2 separate regions of the Sus scrofa genome follow, and region 1 is linked to region 2. The links are chromatin contacts, called in public promoter capture Hi-C maps. All regions are on one chromosome and are shown on one strand. Each heading gives the region's core, a stretch centred on a gene start, on an enhancer-like site or on the middle of the called end of the contact. The rest is flanking DNA. Distances are from core to core; before and after follow the strand shown.

Region 1 (4,602 bases), core at 442-2,941, 190 kb before region 2:
TAATTTCTTTGGAACCCACACTCACTTAGATAACTCTTCACTTTCTAGGTTAAATATTCTTGACTCTAGAGAGGATTGCTGGAAATAAATAAACTCTCAATTTGCTGTGCCAGACAGATTAAAATGCAACTACTGAACACTGCCACTTTTCAGAGGTACGGTTGGGCCAATAGTCTAGGATCAAGGAGAGGAAACCTCCCCCACTACTTTTCTGAAAATTAAGCTTGCACATAAAGATTAAAAATGATTTTTTTACCTCCAAGTAAAAAACCAACCAAGATAAACTGCATCTGATATATCACCTTGCAGAAGCTAAGAAAACCAGTGAGTCGAATTGATCTCCGTAAAAATTTAAACTCATTAAAGCCCCAAACCACACTCGTAAATATTTTGGAGCAGAAGAGAGGGAATATTAAAGCTTCCCATCAAGGAAAACGGGAAAAAAGGATTTCAGCGACAAACCTTTACTTTAGACAGGCAGTTTTTAATAACCCACTAATCCCACGCCAAGGACCGCGCGGCGCGGAAAGCCTGGCGAATTTGAAAACAAACGTTGGTAAGGGCTCGGGAGGGGACAAGAGGGTTACTAACTGACAGCTCGGCCTCGAAACGAGGAGCCCCAAGTAGGTCAGACTATGTCAACGGTTTGAAATCCAGGGTCCACCCCAGCAGGCTCAAGGGAGTAGAGCAGCAGGAGGTAAGCAGGGGGGTGGCGTCTTTCAGGGCTAAAGGGGCGGGATATCGCAACAGAGAGAGGAGACCTAGATGGAACTCAAGCTCGGGGCACATCGCCCCCTCTCACCTCTCTTGGGGGCCTTGATTAGAGGCACCCCTCCAGTCCTCTCGCCGTTTTCCTGCTTGTCCTTGTGCTTGAGCTCTCCCGGAACGCAGGAGCTGGGATCACCATCAGAGCCGCGGTGGTGATGGTGCTTGTGCCGCTCCTTGTGGCCCTTATGCTTGGGCCCGGCCGCGCTCACCGTCAGCGGCGAGAAGGTGAAGAGGGCCGAGGTGCCCGGAGCGGGGAGCGGGGCAGCGACAGCGGGCCCGGCGGGTGCCAGCGAAGGTGGCGGCGGAGGCGGCAGGAGCAGAGGCTCAACAGGGCCTGGGACAGTTGGGGCGGCATTCGTTGGCGGCAGCGGCCCGGGATGTTGGCGGCTGCGACGGCGCCGGTGAGGGGGAGCGAGAGGGGGGTCCTGGCTCGGCCGCCCCCGCTTCTCCTGAGACCCCCCACTGCTCGCTCGACGTTGCCGCTTCACTCCCCGTGGCGAGACCCCAGCATGGGGCTTCTCCTTCCCCTCTTTGTCCGGCTCCTCCTGCGCCGCCACCGCCCGTACTACGCGCACCGCTCCGACCTGCGCAGCCATTTCACCCACAAACACACATTTAAATGGCCCGACCGCCCCCCCGTCCGCGTACCGCGCAGGCGCCGCCCGCGCACGGCCCGCTGGGCATTGGAGTCTCTCCCCCACCCTCCACTTCTCGGCCATTCTTCGTCCAGAGCTGAACAAGCCGGAAGCGGCACTTCCCAGCTCTTCTCCGCAGGCCCCGCCGACCCAGCTCTATTGTAAAGCACCCTGGGCCGCGCAGAGCCTCACGGGAGCGGTAGTTCCCCCGCGCCCCCTCCGCGTCGCTGGCTCGGCAAGCGGAGGAGCAGAAAGAGAGCGTGCGCCGAGTCACGCTTCGGGATGCGACGCAACCGCCAAGCCCCGCCTTAACGGCCGAAACAATGTTAATGGCTTTCGGAGTCTGTCGGCGCGTTCCCATTATCGTCTCCGTTTGCCCCTTCGTCGTTTAACACAGAGGAGGTGTCTCCATAGTTACTTTTAAATTTCCTCTTCCTTCCATAACCTTTGTGAGGTAAAAGAATCTCCGGCCTTTTACCCTTGGACAAGCGTTGAGATGCGGAGGAAAGGGGCACTTAGTAATGTGCTCTGAGGGCGATTTTGCTTTAAAATAGAGCGGAACTGCAAATCAGACATTTTTGAACCTCTTCCTAGCCACCGATTGCTATGGTTACAAGTAGAGGCGCGACGAGGCAGGTGCAAGAACTGCTTGAGAGACTGATGAGCGCCGCCCCAGCTCGCGGTCGAGCCCCATCCCAGCTAGTGCTTGGAAGGGTCGAGTCCATCTCTACAGTTAAGAAAAAATTCTAGATGGAAAAGCGTGTTTAGGAATTTAAGGTTTTTTCAAATCGTTTAAGTATAAGGTTGCATAAACTTGAGAAGTGTGCCTCCCAGAGAACACTCCAGAAATCGTCACTGCTCCCCAAGGTTTCTGGACAGAAATTTATTTACAATTTCGCCATCGCGTTAGGATTTTATCTCCTTGATAAAGATATTCGGAAGTAATAGATTACAATAAAGTACTCAGATAAAATCACTGTGGTTTGGTACCTCTAGTGCCTCAAGAAGGATTCAACTCAACGAACACTAAAGTTAGTTTAAAAACAGAAGTTTATTGAGCACCTGTTGTATACATTACACAATAAACAGGTAATATTTCATCCAATGTGTGCCTTCGTTGGGATTGCTAATGAAAAATATTGAAGAACAAATACTGTCTTAAGTATTTGATTTTTAGAGAGTTTATAAAAATTTTAAATGAAATCGTTGAGGGGAATTCAGCAGAATGCTTAATTATTACCTGCTAATTTATTTGTTACATAAAATTAGATAAACTTTCTTAACACAGAGCCATATTCACATAGAAAAAAAAATTTAAGTAGTAGTACCTCTGATGAGCTGAATATAAATTGTCCATGTTTATTTATATAGGACTTTTGAGATGAAAAAAAAAATGCTATCAAAAGATAGCTACTTTGTTGATTATTCTTCTAGATTTAGTAATTGAATAATTTCACCTAAAACTCATCAGAAATGTAACTGAACTCTTGTTATTTGGTGTATCCATATAAAAGATTGATTACTGGCATTACACACATATTTTATTCTCTTAAATATAACTTCTTTTCTTACTACTCTTTATTTCCCACAACATTTAGAAAGATGTATACTCCATTTAGGCAAAAATAACTCCCAGAGAATAGTCATTGTCACAAGCAGTAATTTTGTACTGTAACCACAAAGTAAGATTTTTTCAAAACGCTATTTATAGTCATTTCTGGCAGTATCCGACATTTAATTGAGATCCAATTCTTACAAGTCTTTTAGTTTCTATTTAGGTAGAAAAGTAAAGTAAAATAAAAATAACTTCCAAAAATGGAAAATAAGTCCATTCTAAAACTTTCTTATACAGCATTCTTTATACATAGCTCAAGTGACAAACTCTTATTTGCACTTTCCCAACCCAATGTAAATGAGATGAAAATGTAAAACTTCTGGCACTTATTTGCATATTGCTTTTCTTTTAAAAACTAACACATTCCATATCTTCATTGTTGATATTATGAATATAGATCATTTATTTTAGCTAGCAGTATTCTAGTAGTTTTATTTGCATATTCAGTTCCAGTCTATATTCCAAAGTTGTGTTAAAGATTCCAAGTTGATGGTGGTTTCCTTGGTCCTTTGGGTTTTGAAAAACGATTTGCAAAACCTGGGAACAAAAACAAAATTGAATGAAAAAAGATTTCTTATATAGAAATTATCACTTGGATTTTAGTGTGTATTATACATGCAAATACATGGAGTTTTTTCCAAAAGTTTAGACGCATCTTTGATTAAGTTAGTAATAGATTGTAAAGGCATTCTAATAGGTTAATATTTAAATGATAACAATACTAATAACATTTTAAAATTGTAGAACACTTACAAATTTAATAATGGTAATAGATGAAAGAACCCTGGTTATAACAGCCTTTGCTATTTCAGCATGTAATAGGCTTTTTTCCCAAATTTGTTGACATATTATTGACATATGTATGTTCACACGTGACATATATGAGTTTAAGGTGCTACATGTATGTATTGCAAAATGATTACCCCATTAAGGTTAGTTAACACCTCCATCCCCTCACATAATTGCCGTTTAGTGTGTGAGGTGATTACATTTCAGATTCTTCTAACAGCTTTCAAGTATATAATACAGAACTGTTAATTATAGTTACCATGCTGTATATTACATCTTCAGAACTTATTCTTCTTATATCTGGAAGTTTGTACCCCTTGACCAACATTTCCCCATTTCCCCCACCTCCCAGCCCCTGGCAACCACCACTGTATTTCTGTGAGCTCAGCTTGTTTAGATTCCACATATAAGTGAGAACATAAAGTATTTGTCTTTCTGTCTGATTTATTTCACTTAGAGTAATGCCCCCACGGTCCATCCATGTTGTCACAAAAGAAAGACAGGACTTCCTTCTTTTTTGTGAGTGAATATATGTGTATATACCTTCATATATAATATTCAAATATTCATATATGTATATATAGAGTCAGCCCTCCCTATCATCAGATTATGCATCTACAATTTCCACATCTGCATATTCCACCAACAGTGGATCAAAAACATTCAAAAAATCCTTCCATAAAGTCTCAAAAGCAAAATTTGAATTTACCACACATCAGCAAATAATTTACATAGCATTTCCATTGTATGGAGTATTATAAGTAATCTAGAGATGATTTAGAGTAATCAGGAAGA
Region 2 (4,392 bases), core at 1,885-4,384:
TGCAACTATATTAGAGCATATTACTGTAGTGCTGAGTGAGCAGGGGCATTGCCTGCAAGGAGAGGAGACCCTTGGAATTGTTTTGCACAGGTGTGTCTGGTGAGGAGTTGTTCAGTGTGTGTCTCTTCCTTCCTTCTCTCCTCCTTCCCTTCTTGTAGTGCCTTATATGATAATGTAGTGGTTAATAGAGTTTACAGTGAGCTTGCCTTAGGATGGACCAGCAAGCCCCCGTGGACCCTGAGCTGTTCACTGGGATTTATCAGAACAGGATTGATTAGTAGCTGTGTTGTGTATATGCATTGTTCTCAGTTTCCCTGCCGACAGTGAAAAATAAAAACAGCAGCTTCTCTTTTTTACTGTCACCTCTACCCCTTTCCATGTTGGAGTCTCAGCTGAGTTCTCACAGAAGCATTTTCCCCACGTGGCTCTCTCACTGTGCGTTGCTACCTTGCTTCTGTGAGAATTTGGGAAGCAGGTGAGAGGAGTCAAGCCAATATTAAATATGCATTTTTTTAAGTATGTGCAATCACTTTTAGATGAGATTTATTTTTTCCTTTATTCCATGTGGCAGTCCTTCCTGCAAATAGTTGACATTCCTAGTAAAATATTTGCTTGTTGACAAAACATGTAACAGATGTGTTTATACCAAAGAGCCTGTTGTATTGCTTACCACGTCCCCATGCTATGAGGAAGAGTTTTGTGATGCCGCTGGTGACAGGGAACTCACAGAAAGGTTTCTTAGCCGGTGAAGAATATCGAGAAGGAACCAAAGCCTGTTGAGTCATTGGGCTCTTGAGGTTTCTTTGTAACAACTGTGGATTCTTGGGGCCCTTCAAATTGTGAAATTGTCCTTGTACTCTCAGCTCCTGCTCGGATCTGGGTCAGGTAGAGGGCACTAGGGATGGCGAAGTTCCTGCCCGTGAAAGATTTAGGGGAAGAAGGTTAACCCTGAGATCTAAACGTGTTCCATCTGAACTGAAAGTTATATATTTGAGGGATAAGTCTAGGACTGGTTCTTTGTAAAGATGGTGTCAAGGAGGTGCAGGATGGAGATGGGAGATTTCATGGAGCCTGGTCAGCAAGCTCTGTACCAGGTTGAACACCGAGGAGCTGTCAAGGTATTTGGAATATCTTCATTGTAAGTAGGAAGGGCTTTCAAGAGGGGACAGATAGTCAGTACAGCCGACCAGGAACATGTCGGCGTTTTCTATATATATTTTTTATCATTATATTGAGTTGTGTTTTCAGCATTATTGGTCAAGATACCCAAGCAGTTTGTATAGTTTCTGTCACTAGTATTACATAGTTTTCTGGTCAGCGTGTGTGATCTTTGTGTCTCTTTTTGCCAAGCACATTCTCATTTTCTTGCTCAAAGACAGATCTAGTTTCTGATGGAAACATTTTTTGTTCCTTATCTTTCTTCTACAAGGGATAAGATTTGTTGTTTTTGTAAGAAATGAGATGCAGGAAAAAAAAAAAAAAAAAAAAAAAAAAAACACCACAAAACACTCCACTCCTACCCACCCCTCCCCACCCCCAGTCCAATGAGTGGATACCACTTAAGATAGGAGTCTTCACAGGGAGAAGACAATACCAAGAGCTTGTATTGTTACCTTAATCACCTTACTAGCAATGTGTGGCTTTAAGAATTTTAAACATTTTCAGTCTTAGTTTGCAAATTGGCATTTCAGACTTACCAAGATAAAAACATCCACCCATGTCTGTGTATATGTGCTCAGTGTGGCTTTAGAGCCTGTCCCTGGGGCTTAACATTACTGGCCCTGACAGGATGGGGGAAGCCCCTGGAATTAAGTGAGCATCTGGCCCAGGTCACAGTGGCCTGACCTCAGATCAGCTTAAGGCTTTAGGTCCTCTCAGAATTTGTATTTCCAACTTCTCCCCTTCGGGGTGAGAGAGGAAGTGGGAAGGGTTAGGTACAGCCACTCTAGGCTCAGCAGGACACTAGATCATTCCAGAGTTTTCAGTCGCTTCCAGGAAGTGATACTACAGTCAGTGCTCAGCTAAAATCCCCAGGCCCAGGAATAACTCCACTTAAACAGTTGTGACCATCCATCGTCCTCCACTAGAGGGGCTGAGCTTGACTGCCTAGAGCCAGGCAAGCACAGTAGTGTGTGTTTTCTTCAGCATTATTATGCAAAACCCACTGGTTAGGGTGATTTATTTTAGGATAGGAAATGAAATTGCCTCTCAGTGACAGGAATGACCCAAGCCTGCTTCCTATTTCGATTTTTTTTTTTTTTAAACTGATGGATGGTGCAGCATGTCTACATGGTTGTTTGTTGCTAAACTTTATATAATGTGTGGTTTTGATTCAGCTTGAAAAATAATCTCACTACATGTAGCAGTACATTTTATGTACATTATATGTATTGTTAGTATTTCTGCTTTGAACCCTTGATATTGCAATGGAATTCCAACTTTATTAAATGTATTTGATATGCTAGTTATTGTGTGCGATTTAAACTTTTTTTGCTTTCTCCCTTTTCCGGTTGTGCGCTTCCTTTTACAACAAGCCTCTAGAAACAGTTTCTGAGAATTACTGAGCTTTGTTTGTAATGCAGATGTACTTAGGGAGTATGTAAAATAATCATTTTAACAAAGGAAATAGATATTTAAAATTTAATACTAACTATGGGAAAAGGGTCCATTGTGTAAAACATAGTTTATCTTTGGATTCAATGTTTGTCTTTAGTTTTACAAAGTAGCTTGTATTTTCAGTATTTTCTACATAATATGGTAAAATGTAGAGCAATTGCAATGCATCAATAAAATGGATAAATTTTCTGATTCAAGTGGCTCTCTTTGATTTCTGTTGTAAGTGTTCCAAAGGGTCGGTAATAGGCATCTTTGGAATGGCCAGGTCCATTGCATCTGAACCTCAGTAGAGTGTTAGAGGCAAATTCATTCTTCATACAGATCTCCACGCAGAAATGAATAGGGGTCGGTAGAGGACGCTTCCCAAGAATGGAGCGTCCAGGGCCCTAACTTAAGATCATCTGGATCTGGCCCTCTGAAAGAGGCACAGACTTCTCACACTGGTTGTAATTAAACTTTGCCTCCTAGCATGTTCCACCAGACATCTAAAGTAGCAGAATGAAAATAAGAATAACCACAAGAAGATACTATTTTTTTCCCAGAGGAGAAGGACATCTGATCAGATTTCTCTTGATTAAAGTGAGTAAAATTTCTCCTGATAAGGAATTAGAGCTTCATTCACTGCAGGTCTCTGAATAAATGCTGTGTTTGTTTGAATTCTTTTGATGCATGTGTTTTAGGACAAGGGTACCTTACGGTGGCCATTAATTCATTTTGGGCTGGCTCCTGCAGTCCTACTTTGGATATGGAAATGAGAAACATTTAGAAAGGCCCTTTGGGGCCATAACCAAGAGAAATGATCCATAATCTCTTCTCTCCTATTGGTAGGGAAGTCAGAATGCATTTATTTTGATTTAGACTCAACATGTTTTTCTGATTTTTTTCCCCCTAAATAGATGAGTGTAAAATTAATGTGAACTCACTCAACACTCCCCAAGTTTGGTAAGAGAATATGCATAGATGATTTCAGGCAAAGGAAGACTATATATAGAAAAGCTCTGCTGTCAGTCTCACGTCTAGATAATCAAGAATTAATTTACTCATTTCTCAATGACCTATTTTTGGGCTTTTTTTTATATAATTGTTTATTTCAATTACATTCTCTTAGGCTAAATCAGAGAGAGATTGAGATAGCCCTCATAAATAATTGAATAGCCCCATGGGGAAGGCTGCATTTTAATCATGAAAATCCCTGTAAATTCAATCTACTTGGCTTGCTTTGTGGAAAATTTTCCTCAAGAGGTGAAGTCTAAGCCTTGGTTTCCCTGTTAATCCTGAGATGACATCAGGTGCTTATTTAGCACAAGGTGGCGCCAATGAGCTCTAGAAGAGGTAGTACAGACGACCTCCAAGGCCTTTTTTCCCATCTCTTCCCCATAACCCTCATCACCCCTGCTTCCGGCTTCCACTAAAGGCAGAAAACAATTCACACTATTTTATTGCCGGTAAAGGAAGGAATTAATGAAGGATGTTTCTTCATTCAGCACTGGGAGCATTCTGAAACAGGAACAGAGTTTGCTGTTTTCTCTGGGGCCTCTGCCTCCTGCTGCTAGCATCTTTTCCTTGGTGACTGCCCAGAAGGCCTTTGCCCTGGGGTTTCCAATCTCCTTCCCTTCTTCTGGGGAGCCTACCAGCCCAGGCGGGAGGTGGTTAAGGCTTCTGGCTTCTCTGTAACAGGGCCATCTGTGTTTGATCAATCCAGGCGGAAGGGAGGGGGTGGCGGCCCGTAAGGAGACTGAAAGCATTCCAGAGTAGTGAGGGAGACTGGGAGATCCA

The links. Promoter capture Hi-C pulls out the DNA fragments that hold promoters and counts their contacts.
Region 1: a contact with region 2 is called in a promoter capture Hi-C map of fetal liver, with 2.3 times the contacts expected there. The contact joins the promoter of RSBN1 here to the promoter of OLFML3 in region 2. A contact is called at or near these places in 1 of 5 promoter capture datasets (fetal liver) and 1 of 2 datasets of contacts at active chromatin or transcription factors (alveolar macrophages).

Annotation. Positions count from the first base shown.
Region 1 is chr4:106,755,935-106,760,536 of Sscrofa11.1, reverse strand. It overlaps RSBN1 (round spermatid basic protein 1), which reads right to left and starts at 1,691. Exons shown (of 7, transcript XM_021090720.1): 1 at 803-1,691. The coding sequence starts at 1,487. It overlaps PTPN22 (tyrosine-protein phosphatase non-receptor type 22), which reads right to left. Exons shown (of 21, transcript XM_021090719.1): 21 at 2,436-3,555. The coding sequence ends at 3,491.
Region 2 is chr4:106,569,828-106,574,219 of Sscrofa11.1, reverse strand. OLFML3 (olfactomedin-like protein 3) reads left to right here and starts at 3,134. Exons shown (of 3, transcript XM_021090022.1): 1 at 3,134-4,392. HIPK1 (homeodomain-interacting protein kinase 1) reads left to right here. Exons shown (of 16, transcript XM_021090012.1): 16 at 1-2,811. All of the region lies in intron 2 of LOC102157897 (a long non-coding RNA gene), which reads right to left.